Linked DNA regions of Sus scrofa: regions 2 and 3 are each linked to region 1. The links are chromatin contacts, called in public HiChIP or PLAC-seq maps. All regions are on one chromosome and are shown on one strand. Each heading gives the region's core, a stretch centred on a gene start, on an enhancer-like site or on the middle of the called end of the contact. The rest is flanking DNA. Distances are from core to core; before and after follow the strand shown.

What was found. HiChIP or PLAC-seq counts read pairs in DNA pulled down with a chosen protein or histone mark.
Region 2: an H3K27ac HiChIP or PLAC-seq map of alveolar macrophages shows a contact between it and region 1. The contact joins two enhancer-like sites. A contact is called at or near these places in 2 of 47 Hi-C or Micro-C datasets (both in embryonic fibroblasts) and 1 of 2 datasets of contacts at active chromatin or transcription factors (alveolar macrophages).
Region 3: a contact with region 1 is called in an H3K27ac HiChIP or PLAC-seq map of alveolar macrophages. The contact joins two enhancer-like sites. A contact is called at or near these places in 1 of 47 Hi-C or Micro-C datasets (embryonic fibroblasts) and 1 of 2 datasets of contacts at active chromatin or transcription factors (alveolar macrophages).

What each region holds. Positions count from the first base shown.
Region 1 is chr2:25,854,277-25,859,199 of Sscrofa11.1, forward strand. All of the region lies in intron 1 of CD44 (CD44 antigen), which reads right to left. Among named protein-coding and RNA genes, the nearest start is that of CD44, 27 kb to the right of the region's middle. Within about 2 kb of position 2,850, at least 34 of the 83 cell types and tissues checked have an H3K27ac peak or open chromatin away from gene starts, as enhancers often do. A contact at or near this core is called in alveolar macrophages, where this site is marked.
Region 2 is chr2:25,617,420-25,622,342 of Sscrofa11.1, forward strand. All of the region lies in intron 1 of SLC1A2 (excitatory amino acid transporter 2), which reads left to right. Among named protein-coding and RNA genes, the nearest start is that of SLC1A2, 16 kb to the left of the region's middle. Within about 2 kb of position 2,747, at least 3 of the 83 cell types and tissues checked have an H3K27ac peak or open chromatin away from gene starts, as enhancers often do. A contact at or near this core is called in alveolar macrophages, where this site is marked.
Region 3 is chr2:26,040,358-26,045,280 of Sscrofa11.1, forward strand. PDHX (pyruvate dehydrogenase protein X component, mitochondrial) reads right to left here. Exons shown (of 13, transcript XM_003122869.4): 8 at 1,093-1,267. Among named protein-coding and RNA genes, the nearest start is that of MIR1343, 24 kb to the right of the region's middle. Within about 2 kb of position 2,739, at least 7 of the 83 cell types and tissues checked have an H3K27ac peak or open chromatin away from gene starts, as enhancers often do. A contact at or near this core is called in alveolar macrophages, where this site is marked.

The DNA.
Region 1 (4,923 bases), core at 1,600-4,099:
ATATAGCTGGGCCTGGTTGAGAATTCCCTAGTGGACCCTTCAAATGTCTCTAACCTGCAGCGTCTGCTTCTGAGAACCTGTGCATTTGCCCTGAAAGCAAATGTTTCAGAGACCAACTTGCAATTTTGTGACTGGCTCTGTCTGCCTGGACTTGGCAGCTGTCATCTCAGAGATGAGCTGGGCCTTTTCCCATCCTGTCATGGGTTCCCTTCTGAGGCCGGGTCTCTCAGGAGAGTTTGGCAAACGCAGTGTGTCCCAGAGAAGGACCACCGAAGACGGTCTATGATCATACTGCACCCAGACGCTCTTCATTCTCCCAACCAGACTTCCCCAGATGGTCCAAAACGAATTAATGTATTTTCCAACAGGCGCCACCTAGATATGCCTTCCTGGTCCCTTTTATCATCTCCTCAGGAGACATGAGGCAGAATTAGATTTTTTGTTTCTTCCTACTGATTTGGTCTCGAGTAGTCTATGTGTCTGGGAAGCTGGTCTTCTCGAAGATGGGAACAAAGCCAGTTCCTGCAACTCCATGGCTTGTGTGGTTCCCACCGCCGTGTTAACAACTGCAGGCACTCACCCAGTGCCTCATTTGGCCCCTACGAGGTTTCCAACACTTTACACTTAAGAATTCATTTCATTCTCACAACCATCCTACGGGGTAGGCACTTTTATTACGCCCATTTTATGCAGGAGGGGACTAACTCTTTGAGAAGACACGAATAACCCGAGCAAGGGGCCGGTGGACCAGGGTTTCAGACTGGGCACTGCCCCAGATCACGCTGTAGTTAAGTGACATCTTGGCCGTGGGACAGATGCTACGTGACAGGAAACACTCTTATTCTCCATGTAGTTCTTAAAGTGCAGAAACTTGACCATTAAAAGAGAGCCCTGGAGAGAGGAATGTGAGCTTATTAAATACTATTTCTAGATCAGAAGTCTCTTGATTCTGGACCCTAAGGCTTAAAAGGGCAGAGCCCTTTGCCCAAGAGCCTGGTAAGACAGCAGTGGGAAAACCTGCCCTAATGGACCATCCCCTTTCTCCATGGGGAGATTCTGAGGCCCCCAGGCACGCTGCTTTCCCCAGTGGTGGGCTGGCTCACTCGCTCTCATTCTCTCTGCGCTTTTCCCATCTTGTCATGGGTTCCCTTCTAAGGCCGGGTCTCTCAGGAGAGGATCCTTTTCCCAGGATCCCCATGGGGATCAGAGACTCCAGCCCCAGCTGCAGCCTCAGGGCTCCTCTGCCCTTTACAGCCCAAGGGCTCTGGCTGAGGTCCGGCAGCATGAAGAGAGGACCCCGGACTCAGGGCTGGCCCAAGGCTGGGATGCCAGACCACGAGATGTCCTCACAATATTTGGAGATGTTTGTTGCCCAACCTGAAACTCTCCACAGACCAGGCTGTGCTAGCTGGAGCATGGTACTCCAGGCCAACAGCATCTTACTCCATCAAGCTCCTGGAGTCGGTCACGTGCGAGCCTCTTGGGCAGAGGCAGCCAAGAGCACCGGTGGATGCTCCACATTTTTCATCTTTATGGTGTTTATCATGACAGAGCCAGGATTTTGTTTCTGTCTTCTGATTTGCTGAGCTCATGTCTGAAAAATGTTATGCAACTCGCAAATCCAACCAAACTGATTCTGATCAGAAGGAGGCCGAGAAACGGCCAGTATTTTTTTAAAAGCACTATTGCTAATTGGATCATTTGTGTTTAAAGCCAAGAGGGATGACAGACAACTTCTACCCAAATTCTCTTGAGACACAACAGAAAACAAAACCCACAATGACTGAAGACGGTCTCAAGCCAGATTTTGAGAACAGCAGGACCTCTGGAGTCCTTAATTGCTAGATTCCTGACCCCCCAGTCCAGCGCTCTGACTACTGAACTGCTTTTATAAGAGGCCTGAGCAAGCCGTTCCAATAAAGTCACAATCCACTGTCTTAATGGGACATGAAGAAGCCATTCTGTTCCTCACTGTAATTGTTTGATATCTTCCCAGCCCAGAAGTTTCCATCTGGGAGTCTTCCTGGCTATTATAGCCCCTGCTGCCACCCAGCCTGCCAGTCCAGAAGGCTGGCAGCCTTCCTGCTGCCCCCATCCTCTGACGCCCATGTGATGGGTGCCCGGTGAAAGGGTCTATTGTTCAGCATCCACTCCTGAATGAGGCCAACATCACACTCAGTGGCCGAATCGCCTTTGGCTGCCCGGGCAGACCATGAGTCTTGAGTGACTCAGTCTCTCCCGGAATTGCCCTGGGGGTGGGTGAGGGTTTAATGAGCAGAGAAAATAGTTGCACACCATCATACCCAGAGAATTTCCTCCAGAACGTATCCCGGGTTGTTTTCAACTGAGCTATTCAACTCTTGGCACTCAGAAAGGAAATGCACCCCAACTTCTTGGCGCCTGGATGGACCCCCTGACCTCTCAGCCTCTTGTTCAAGGAGCCCATCATGGCAGCCAACATGAAACCAACAAGGGCCCGTCACATCCACTCTGTCAGAGGAGAGTGGAACACCAGGTGGTGTTCTCAGCCGCTACTCTGGCCCTTCAGTGGGGGCCACCCAAGGACTGGCCCAGGGCAGCTCTTTGGTTGTTTTCACAGAGTCTGAAGAAAGAAAGACTCCCACCCCTACCTCCTGGTGGGGTGATGGGAACTCAGGGGGTGGGGGGGGTGGGGGGGGAGGCCCTTTAAGGCCCCCACTCCTGATCCAACAGACTTTCTGGCCAAGGACAGTGTGGGTCCTAAGACTGTCAGCTCAGTGCCCAATTCTGCAAGGCCAGGTGGTCTTTGGTGAGAGAGTCTCCCGGAAGGGAAGGCAGCTGGCGGAAGGGGACCATCACGTGTGCCCCTGCGTGCTGCCATGGCAACCGGGACATGTTTGGCTCTGGCCCTGAGAGATCGTATCTATTTAGCAGGCTGATGAACACAAACCCCAGGATGTGGTAAACGAAATGAAAACGCATCTCAGGGGCCCACATGGGGTTTTTTCCTGTTGCAAGTCAAAAAAAAAAAAAAAAAAAAAAAAAAAAAAAAAAGAGGCCTAGTTATTTTGTTTCATAACTAGATTTGGGCGTGGGGGTGGGGCTCGTTCCAGGTATGGCTACATCACCTAGTCTGGGTACAGCTTTTGCTCCAGCCTGTCACCAGATCTTTGAGGAACTGGCTGAGTCTGGTCTGAGGAAGTTCTTCAAGGAAGCTGAGCAAGGCTGAGACTGTCACTCACAGGGAATGGCAGTGTTTGGGGCTGGTTAGTGGGTCGCTGACATGCTGAAGAGCCAGGGGCCCCCCTCTGGGTCAAGGATGAATGGATTCTAGTCTAAACCCTGTTCTTCATAAGCTGTGTGCCCTTGAATGAGTCATTCTAGCTCCCAGGTTCACACCCACCTCCCAGGACGAAATAAGTTAGGATGCGCTTAGAGCTGGTGGGATAAAGGGAAGGGAGTGCCATGCACACCTGGCATGGTAGAAACACCTCAGATGGCTTCTCACAAATCCAGTATTAATTAAGACACCCCTGGGCTCCAAACCCAGCAGAATAAGTGAGCGTCAGTCATCTCCCTGTGGGGGAATTTCCTTTTCCAATTAGGAAGCACTTCCATGTCCAAAAGTATCAGGTAGGTACTATGGCCCCATCTTACAGATGAAGAAACTAAGGAGCAAAAGATGCAGTGACTCCAAAGTCTTACAGAGCTGGAGTAAAACCAAGCCCTCAACCCAGATTTTCAAGGTCTTCCTATGGTCCCCATTACCTGCGGTGCTGTCCTTTCCGTCCTGGGTTGTCAAACAAGCTAAGGGGTAAAGTGGCAGCCCTCGGAGACAAGAGCGATGGTTTTCATACTTTTCCTCCTATCCCCGCCCCATGAGCTCTCAGGTGAAACTGCAATATTGAGGATAGGGGACAGCAGAAGTGCCCCAATGGGAGCTGGAGGGAGCGGGGAGGGCAGGTGCCAAACCCTGCATCCACCAGCTACTCATCCTTGCCCAGCCCCCACCCCACCCCACCAATGGTCCTGACACCCTCCACAATGCTCTCCAAGGCTGCGTGGAACATTCTGGAAATCATGGCAACAGGGGCGAATCATACCATTTGGCAAGGCCTGCAATGGGCCAGGGCCTCCAAAGCATTCGGAGAATCTAAGACGGTTACTCACCCGATATGACAGCCATGGAAGCCGAGAGTCAGAGGTTTAAGTAAGTGACACAGGGCTCTGCAGCTCAAAGGCGACAGCCAAAATGAAATGCCTTGTATAAAGACAATTTAAAACCTCTATGGACTTAGTATTATGGTTTTATTCCCCCCCCAGTCTCAAGAATAAAAACACCTTGCAATTTAAAGTTCTTCTTAAAGACGACCCCTGGTTCACCTTATAGAGAGGAGATAGCAAAGTCTGATTTCCCAACTCTATTCTGTAGGGACAGAGGCTGGAGAACAGTGGACTCAGCAGGATTTATAGATTCAGAAACTGAGAGCAGGCTGCTGTTCTTCACGCCAGAGCCCTCCAGATGGAGGGGAGCAAAAGGCCACCACCAAGGCCCACAGAGCTCAGCATCACTGTGCAGTCCAAGGTGTCTCCAGCTTGGCCTTGACTGCCTCTTTCCTGTCTCTTTCAGCATCTTCTCAAGTGATAAAGAAAAGAGTCCGGAATGCATGGAGCTGCTATTCCTCATCAGACCTTAGTGGTGGTGACAGATGTCATACCTTGTGATCCCCAGCACAGCTTTGAGAGGTCACATCATTCACCCCATTTTGCAGACAGAACAAGGGAGGCTCACATCACAACTGACTCAACATTCTCTGTGAAAGTGGCAGGGTGCCGAGTCAAATGCTGGGACGCTCCCTGGTCTCTGATGGGAGTCTGCCCAGCTGCTTACCAAAGCCACACCCCTCTGTTGGGGACACATTCTCCACCTGGGGGCTGGAAAGG
Region 2 (4,923 bases), core at 1,497-3,996, 240 kb before region 1:
CTGGACTGCTAGACCCATGCGGTCAACTCTGGTGATCCTTTGAGTGACAGAGGAGGCAGCTACCTGGAGTTGGTTATATTTTAGTGGCAGTTGTTTCAATTTATTCTTTCCATCAGCCTAAGTCTCCCTAGATGGATTTCTTCTCTCTCTCTCTCCCAAATCCTTCATTTGTGCTCTTGTATGTATAGCTCGTGACACTTCCGGGGTCTCATTCTTGGTCCGAACTCTTCTGGCTCTGCCTTTTCTTAGGACACTCCTTGGGCGTTTGCATCCTGCATGTATCGTGGTAACTCGCAAATGTGCATTCCTATTTCAGACCTTTTCTCAAAGCTCCAGATTCATATAACCTACCACCTATTGCACATCTCCATTTGTGCAATGCACAGACATCTCAAAATGACCATGATACAGTGGAACTCTTGATTTTTTTCCCCCACAGCCTCATCCCTACTTCGCACGTTTCTCTAGAGATTCAAAGCCAGAAATGTAGATATTACCCCAGATTTTTTTTCTCTTCCATCAGTCCCAACCTACAAGCTTTCTCTCTTCTATTGCAAAATGTACTGAATGTACCTTTTCTGTCCGTTGCTGTGGCCATCACATGAGCCCAGACAAATGTCATTGCCCCAGTGGAGGCTTCTTCGAAGCCTCTTACCTTTTAGTCTTCAAATATCCCAGGGTCTGGCCCACCTTAGTGCCCACCCTCTTTGTCTGGACCACTTCCTACCCTCCACCTACTGCCATTTGCTTGACTGGCATCCTCTTATCCTGGTGCATCCTTCAGTTCTTAGCTTGAACTCAATCAGCATCTGTTGATTGAATAGTCAGTCCAGCTCAGCCTGGGGATGCAGAGAAGACATCTCAAAAAAGGTGACATTTGAGCTGGTTCCTTTCCAGGAAGCTTGTCCCCATCACACTTATTACAGCATTTAATTGTGACAGAGCAGGCTAAATATTTTCTTGTCTGTCTGCTCACGATCCTGGTATCTCTCTGAGGATCAGGACTACATTTCTTTGTGCCCCAACTTATCATTATTGCGATGTATGTTGGTATAATCGAATTGTCTACTTTGGGAAAGAGACATGCAAGGACATAGAGGGCACAGGGGGATGGCTTTAAGGGGGCAGCTGGACCAAAGTTGAAAAAAAAAAAAAAAAACGTTCTTTCACTTGCTGGAACAAGTCCTCCTTTAAAGTTCAGCTGAACTTTCCTGCCTAGCCGTCAATAACCAGCCTTTTAACTGCAAAGGGCTGATAGGGTTCAAGTAGGTTGTAAGAATAATTAATTGGGCAGCAGCTCATCTTGGGAAGCCAAAAATGTATTTGTCACAGTCAGTCATGGTCCCATGCTGGTGTCTGGAAGAGGTTACAAACTCTTATAGCTGCTGTTATTTTAAAATGCAGTCATGTGGCTCAGTGGTTCATGAACCCGACTCGTATCCGTGAGGATGCCGGTTTGATCCCAGCCTCGCTCAGTGGGTAAAGGATCCAGTGTTGCTGTGAGCTGTGGTGTAGGTCGCAGAGGCGGCTCGGATCCTGCATTGCTGTGGCTGTGGTGTAGGCTGGTGGCTGGTGATTCAGCCCCTGGCCTGGGAGCCTCCATATGCCTTGGGTGCGGCCCTAAAAAGACAACAACAACAAAAAAATGCAATCAAAGGTAATCAGGTAAGACTTTTTTTGAGCCCACTCGCCACCTCTTCCTGCATTTCCCCCCCAAACCACCTGCTTCCTCTCAGCGTGATGTCTCTCTAGTCCTTTTCCTTGTTCCTTGTGAAGGAAAACAAGGAGAAGCTAGCAGGCACTTGGTATTCAGACACAAAGAAGGATGGGGGTCAAAGATGATGTTTAAATTACATAAGTGAATAAATCCAAGGCTCAACGTACAACTGCTTGTGAAACTGATGTAGGAAAAGTTACCAGAAGCTGACAACATTGGTGTAAATTGATGCTTTTTAATGTTTGCAGAGATTCTGAATGTAGTTAATCATTCCCAATAGAGTTCTCTTCTCTGGCTTCCTATCGTGGTCGGGGTAGGGGAAAAATAAAGAGCCAGGGGTCTTAATATGACTTGGCATTGGTATGTATATTTTCTGGCAATATAAATGAGAATGTGTGATATGTCTGTATTTCCTGAAGTGGAGTTTTCTGGAGGTTTCTGGGAGCGGGCTATATGGAGGGGTCCTTGTTGTGTCCTGGTGGGATAAGAGGATAAAGACTCTGCGTGGCATGTTCTTCCTTGACTCTTAGGAAGAATTCTTTTTTTTTTTTTTTTTTTTTTTTTTGATTTTGCATCTTCCTCTTTTGTGGATCCATTTAGGAAGAAGTCTATGATTGGATGAAGGGCCAGTTTCTGGAACCCCTTTTCTGAACCTTAGGAGAGAAAACCTTCAGCTGAAAGTGCCCTCATCATCCTTATGGAAAATGCTAGATTCCTCCTAGATTCAGAACTGGGGCATTCAAACTGCTGTTTTTAATGTGAAAATAGAGTCAGGGCAGAGATGCCATATTTTCTAATTTCCTCTGTCTAGAACTCTTTGTTAGTTGGAGCATCCGTGGATTGTGTTTTTACTTTCTTTGCTTTCTCTCTCCCTCTGAAGACACCCAGTAAGTCCCCAAGAACGTGACCTCCAGATCTCCACACACAATCCACATGTAATTAATTGTTCAATGGTCAGACAGACCCAACAGTTTGTCCAGCAGGGGGTGCTGTGGAGCCTCCCATGGGCCACCTGCAGGGCCAGGGTGATTTTCCTGCTGCCCTGAATCGAGAGCTGGAGGGCAATTGTCTGCATCCCCAGGCCAGCCCCAGCTGTTACCTCCCTTTGGGAAAAGAAACCCAACCGCTTTGACTGTTTACATTCCAAGTGACCTGGAGTTGTTAAAACAACCAGGGGACCGGGGCTCTGGAGCCCAAGGCCACACCTGGGACGACAGGCCTGAGGTTGAGAGCCAGTTGACAGCTGTCACCACCAAATACCACCCTGGTCCTGGGTCCTCACCCTCCCGGTCTTTCTTCCTGAGAGTCATCCGTGGGATTCGAACAAGATTTGGTATGTCCAACCTGGTTGGGTCTGGGTTCTTGGCCGACTTTTTAAAGTGAAGGGGCAACCCTGGGAAAGAAGGGAGACCTTTAATGAGGGAGGAAAAAGACACTTGAGGGCTGGAAAAGTACATTTGGAAAGGGCTGGAAGGGCCCCAGAATAAACAGTGCAAGAATGGAAGCATGAAAACAGATACTCCTCTTTTCAACATGACTAACCAGCCCCCCCAAAGTCCAGCTTGTGTTCCAACCCAGTTGCAAGCAGGAAACAAAATTAAAATAGGCATGAAAATGCTGTGCTTTTGTTACCGGGCTCACTCCCTCAGGAGGAGGCCGAGGAGGAGTCGGGGACTCAGCCACGTGTCCATATGCTGCTTGAAAGAGGATGTTTCTGTTCACTGTTGAGCTGCCAACGGCAGGGAAAGGTTCCTGAGTTTTCCAGGAGCAGGAAAATCATGCTTCCATGCAGCCGTGACTTTTGTGTCTAGTCGGGGGCATTTTAGGTTAACCTTTGAGTCTCTCGTGTCATAGAATTGCAGGGTATTTAGGGAATAAATAAATGCAAGCCGTCGAGGAGTTCCTGTCATGGCTCAGTAGTAATGAACCCGACTAATGTCCATGAGGACACGGGTTTGATCCCTGGCTTCGCTCAGTGGGTTAAGGATCCGGTGATGCCGTGGGCTATGGTGTAGGTTGCCGATGAGGCTTGGATCTGGTGTGGCTGTGGCTGTGGTGTAGGCCAGCAGCTGCAGCTCTCATTCGACCCCTAGTCTGGGAACGTCCATGTGCAGTGGGTTCAGCCCTGAAAAAAAAAAAAAGAAAGAAAGAAAGAAAGAAAATCAGTTGAAAAGTTCCCTGGGTGATTTCTTTACCACAAGAATTTCTGAGTCCTCCTTTAAGAGAAACAGGGCTGGTTTCATGGGTGTGTGATGGGCAGTCACCTGGGGCCCTGGGCTCAGAAGGGGCTTTTCCTGGGTTTCATGCTCTGCAATCACCATCCTTAAACTCTTAATAACAGAGGCCTTGGCTTTTAATTTCACACCGGGCCCCACCTATTAGGTGGCTAGTCCTGCAGGGAAGCCACATATCCACAGGGCCGTGTGAATTTCTGCTGTTCACGGTGATAGTGAACATGATGAAAATGATAACCTTGAAAATATCTGTCTCTTGCATTGCACTATTATGACAATGAGACGCTTTGCATAAAATAACTTCTGGAGCCAGCATTGCATTGTGGTTGTGTATCTGTTTTCATGCTTTGGATGTGTTTGATATTCAGGCAAAATTGCCTGGTCCACGGCTTACTAACAGTATAGCTTCAGGGAAGTTCATTGGCCTCTCAGACTCTTTATCTGTTCAGTAGGGGCAATATCACCACCTGATAGGGCTTTGGGAAGGATTAAGGCAGGATGTGGGTGAAGCACTTGGTAGAGTGCGTGAGACCTGGAGGACACCCTGTAATGACTGTCTTCTTCTTCTTGCAATAGCCTGACTGTATTGCTTTCAGTTTGCTGGACTTAGGCGGGGTTACCCATCCGGCTCTTTGCAAATTAGGTTGCTAACCTTGGTGTGTACCCACAAGTGTGTTTGCTAATTCTTTCTCATAGAGCCACAGGTGATAAGATTAGAAAGTAGGGCCTGGACTTCTTTGTTCTTGTAGAGGTGGTATTTGCACTAGTGGAGATTCGTTTGAAGAGTTTTCTCTTTGTGTGCTTTTAACCCTTGAACTAGTTTTTACTTGTAACACATTTGACTCAAAATGCGTGGCACCTTTTCCACCACACTCTCCGACACCAGATGGGTTTCCTGCAATTCAATTCAAATCAGATCCTTCTGCCTGGAGTTTGTGTCAGACCCCTTAGGTTAAGGGCTCCATCCCAAGA
Region 3 (4,923 bases), core at 1,489-3,988, 190 kb after region 1:
TTTGGAATTAAAAATAAAAAAATCACCTGAATGTCTTATTTTCAAGAAACACAATATAAAGTATGAATGAGATAATAAATCTTCCTGTAAGCTACGTGTTTGAACCTCTAACGAAAACACGATGGACTTTAAGTTACATCTCTTTCCTTCCTTGTCCTTCACTCCATTCTGGGACTGGATTACAATCACTTAATATAAAACAGCCAAAAGTATGGCTGACTTCTTTTTCACAAATGGTCTATCAAGGAATTAAACATGTTAGCAAAGTGCTTGATCAAATACAATAAATGATACCTACATACTGTAAGAATCTGAATGTAAGGTTTATCTGCTGAATTTGAATAACTTCTTTTTAAAAATAAGATTTGATTACTCATGAACTTTTGAGTGTGTAGTCATGAATCATTAATGTGCATTTTAAAAATCTTTTTCATGAACCTTGGACTGTTTTTAATTTTTTTAAAAATATTATATTGGAATATATTTCTCCATCAGAAAAAGCAGTGTAGGTTTACTTATTTATTTTTTTAAAGTGCCATCCCATTTTAAACAAACCTGATTATCCTGCATGTCTTCTGATGGGAAGCAAATGACATAAAAGGTACTAAGAAAGGGAGTCAGGAAAAATGGAGTAATTTGAAAACAAAAAAGGGGCTATTACACCGCATGTATCCAAGAAGGAAAGAATGATGAGCTTCACAGTAAGACTATCAATTCCCTTAGTCAAACAAAACAAAGCAAAACCCTATGTACAAAACAGAGCTGGCATCAACTACCAATTACTAGCATCACACCCAAGAAAAAAAGGACAGGAAAAGTTATCATGATTATAGAGCATACACATGGCACTGAAGTTGTAGAACTTGCAGCAAATTTAAAATGAATCATAATTCTATTTGGAAGTCAGCACTTTACAAACAAACTTGGTTCATAGAAATGTGCAAAACAAAACATTTAGAGTATTTTTGTCTTTATCACTTACAGCTACTATTAAAACAGACTGGCAGAAGTACTTGTAAAACATACAGTAACAGTTCTCATTTTCCCTTTCACTTAAATCTGAAAAATAGCAATCCACTCAGATGACATTACCGCTACATTAGGTTGTCCAGGAATTGAGACTGGAGGGATCATTGGCCGGGGATAGGATGGCGTGGCTGTGGCCTGTGGGGGCAAAGGTGCTGTGGGAGTAGTTGGCAGGGCTGGGCTGGGTCTGGATTCAGTAATCTTGCCCATTTCTTTCAACTGGACCAGTTTGAGAGCATCCCTGGAGATAAGAAGGGAATCAGAGAACCATGATTAGAAACCAAGAATATGCAGGAGAACTTTCAGAAAGTGGAGGCCAGATGTGCAGAGAATATAAAGAAACATATAGATGTTCAAACTATAAAGCCAAACGGATTATTTGAGCTACACAAGAAAATCTTGTCTCTCACCTGTTCTACTGGTTTACATTGTCCAACGGCTACAGAATTTGCACATTTCAAAAACCAAAGAACAAACAGAATTTTATCAAAGTATTGGGTGTAGACAGGTATTTTTTAAAGGAAAATCAGTCTTTTATTCTGAGGGGGTGTCTTTTGGTAGACGAGCAATTCATAAATTAAATTATATCCTCATTCTTTGTACTCGTGAAGTAATTTCCACATAGCATTCAGAAAGTAGGATTACTGCACCTATGACTTTCATTAGGATATTTACTAAATCATTGTTTATTCTAGTGCAAATTAGCTTGCATATGGCCAGGAAATTATGCCATTTAAAATTCTGCTTAAATGCTATCACCACAATCTAATGCAGTAAACAGAACCCACAGCATCATTTAGAATGAAAAATAACTAAACCAGTAACAGACTTGCCTTTGCGTAACTCTGTAAAACAAAAGTGATTTTGGTCATTAAAAAGATATAATTAGACTACTATGTCCAGTTCTCAATCCATTCTAGATTACAGTGGGTATAAGGTCATGTGTTTTCTGAAACAAAACAGCTTTTTTTTTTGAAAATTTTAATCGACAATTCAAAAATACTTTAAAAATGTTTTACATTAAAATATATCTAAATTTTTTAATAAAAAAAGTTTAACATTATCTAAAAACAACTTCAGGGTGACACAAATCTAAAGGCAAATTATATCTTTAAAATTTCTTAAACACAGTTAATGATTTGGTATTATCACACGGTAGGCAGAATTCTAAGGTGGCCCAGTATTTCTGTTCCTGGTGTACACACTCCATATAATCCCCTGAGTGTGGGTAGGCCTGTGAATATGCTGGAAGTCACTCCCATGGCAAAGGTGATGGATTTTTGTAGGAATAATTAAGGTCCAAAATCAGTTGACAGTGAGTTAATCAAAAGGCAAACTATCCTGGAAGGGCCAAACGTATCACATAAGCACTTTAACTTTCAGGAAGTCCTGAAAGAAGAAATTTTGAAAGCCTTTTTTCCCCTTCTTCCTTTTTTGGCTGCTGTTTGGCAAATGCAGCTCCCACGCCGGGGATCAGATTCAAGCCACGGCTATGACCTACACTACAGGTGTGGCAACACTGGATCCTTAACCCCCTGAACTGGGCCAGGGACTGAAGCTGCATCCCAGCGCTTCAGAAACACTACTGATCCCATGGCACCACAGCGAGAACTCCAAAAAGAAGAAATTTGAAGGGAGAAAGATTCTCCTGCTTGTATTGAAGAAGCAAACAGGCGTTTATTTATGAACTGCCTATGGAGATGATGCAATGGCAAAGGCCTGAAGACAGCCTTTAGGAGATGAGAATAATGCCTGGGTTACGGCTAGCGAGAAAACAGGGGCCACAGTCCTAGGAAGTGAATTCTGCCAACAACCATGTGAGCCTGGAAGAGTCTCACCTTCTGGCCCACACCTTGATTTCAGCCTTGTGAGACCAAGAGCTGGAGAATACCTAGCCAGGCTGGGCCAGGACTTCTGACCTAGAGCACCATTAACTATTAGATAATAAATGGGTGTTGTTTGAAGTTAGTAAGTTTGTTGCAATTTGTCATGCAGCAATAGAAAACTGACACAGGCAGAAATGCTCTAGCCTGGGGAGGGGTGTGTATCATTAGAGAGATTTCCCAATATGTACTGGTACATTTTTGAGGAAGGAGGGTCCATGCTTTTTATGTCAGATCCAGAAAGGAATGCATAAACTAACATTAAGTGCAACTAACTTACTCATTTCAAAATTAAAGAGTTGACATTTAAGGTAAGAGGTCACGCTGACAAAAAAAAAAAAAAATCTTAAATGTTGCATCATCCTCAATCCCTAAGTGCTGAACCAAGGAATGAAAGTGTTAAAATGATCCTCTTGTGTCTGTATGGTGGTTATGTTAATGATGTAATCTCACACAAGCCATGTGAGGGAGGTTTTATTACTCCCAATGTATAAATGAGGAAGGAGGCTCAAAAGGGTTCAATTCCATTTCTAAGTCGGTTTCTCAAGCACCCACTCTATTCCAGTGTTGTAGATCTAATGTTAAGCAAAACACTTCCTATTAAGGAGTGTTATTCTATAGGAGTCATATATTAATCAAGTCAACAAATCGATAGTGATGTGCTATGAAGAAAACAAAGCAGAGGAATGAGACTGAAATTGAGAGTAGTGGGTGAGAGGGAAGGCCTTAAGAATGAATACTTCTATGGAATGACTTGAAGGCGCAAGTCTCAAGAAGAGTTGGGAAAAGCATGTATCTAGGTAGAGAATAACAAGTGTAAAGGCAGGGAAATCAGGGCTTCTAAAAACAGAAGGAAGGCCAGAGTGGAAGGAGTGCAGTGAACACAGAGGAGGGGTTTGAAAGATGAAGCTGGAGAGGCAGGCAGCTGCCAGCTGCCAGGGCTGGGACAGACCCAGGTATGGCCAACTCCAAACCCTGCGTATTTGCTGCTATCTTCCTAATAGCTATGCACAAAGTGTGCAGATTAAACATAAACTAAGGCAGAGTTGAGTAATTTTTTCTCATAAGAACAGGCTAGTATAGAATTAAATGAGCATATCTCTGAAACTGACAAAACATTGTAAATCAACTATATTTTTATAAAAAAAGAATAAAAAATTAAAATCTCAAAAAGAAAGAAAGAAAGACTAAATGTCTAAGGGAGGGCTCTTCTGTTAAGGCTTTTGAAAACAACCTTACTTCTGTTTGGAAATTCATTTTTAATTTACTTATGATATTTATAAGCATTTTTCCAGTTAACTGTGATAACATTTACATGTGAAGTAAGTGACTGCCAATACAATTCACGGCCACAGAGATAAAAGTGTAAGCAATGAGTAAAATAAGGCCTTTTACTGATTCAGAAAAATGCTCTCAACAAAAAGTATTTATCTTTTAAGAGCTCTTACAACCTAACATTACTAATTCCCTTTCATCATATAAGGTAATTAACTACATCTAACAAAATCTATTATTAATTTGAGTTTTAAATTGAATTAAAGTTGAACATCAGAATGGCATATCCAAAATACATTGATCTCCTTATACAGGGATTCCTAGTGTACCTCTCAGCGATTGGTTAAAAATAAACAACAACAAAACAATGAAAACTTGAGGAGACTAGAAAATCTAAAATAATGCCTAAATACATGAACTTGAAAAAAGGTTGGTCACACTAAAAAGACACATTTCATTTCACTATCAGTATAACTATTACTGTTTTATCAAGAAATGACAGCTTAGGTTCATCCTTAAAAGTAAGGAGTCATTAGTCATAAACAAGTAGAAAAATCAATTTTGGCTACACGTCTATGGGTTCACAGTAAACTTTTACTGTTGATTTCAGTTATAAAACCTCATAAAGCAGAAATGTTAATTACTGTTCGGTAAGAGTCATAATTTAGTGTCTGTAATTTAGAGAATGATTTTAATGATGTCTGTCCATTAAATGATTAATCAGTCTAACCTTGAAGAA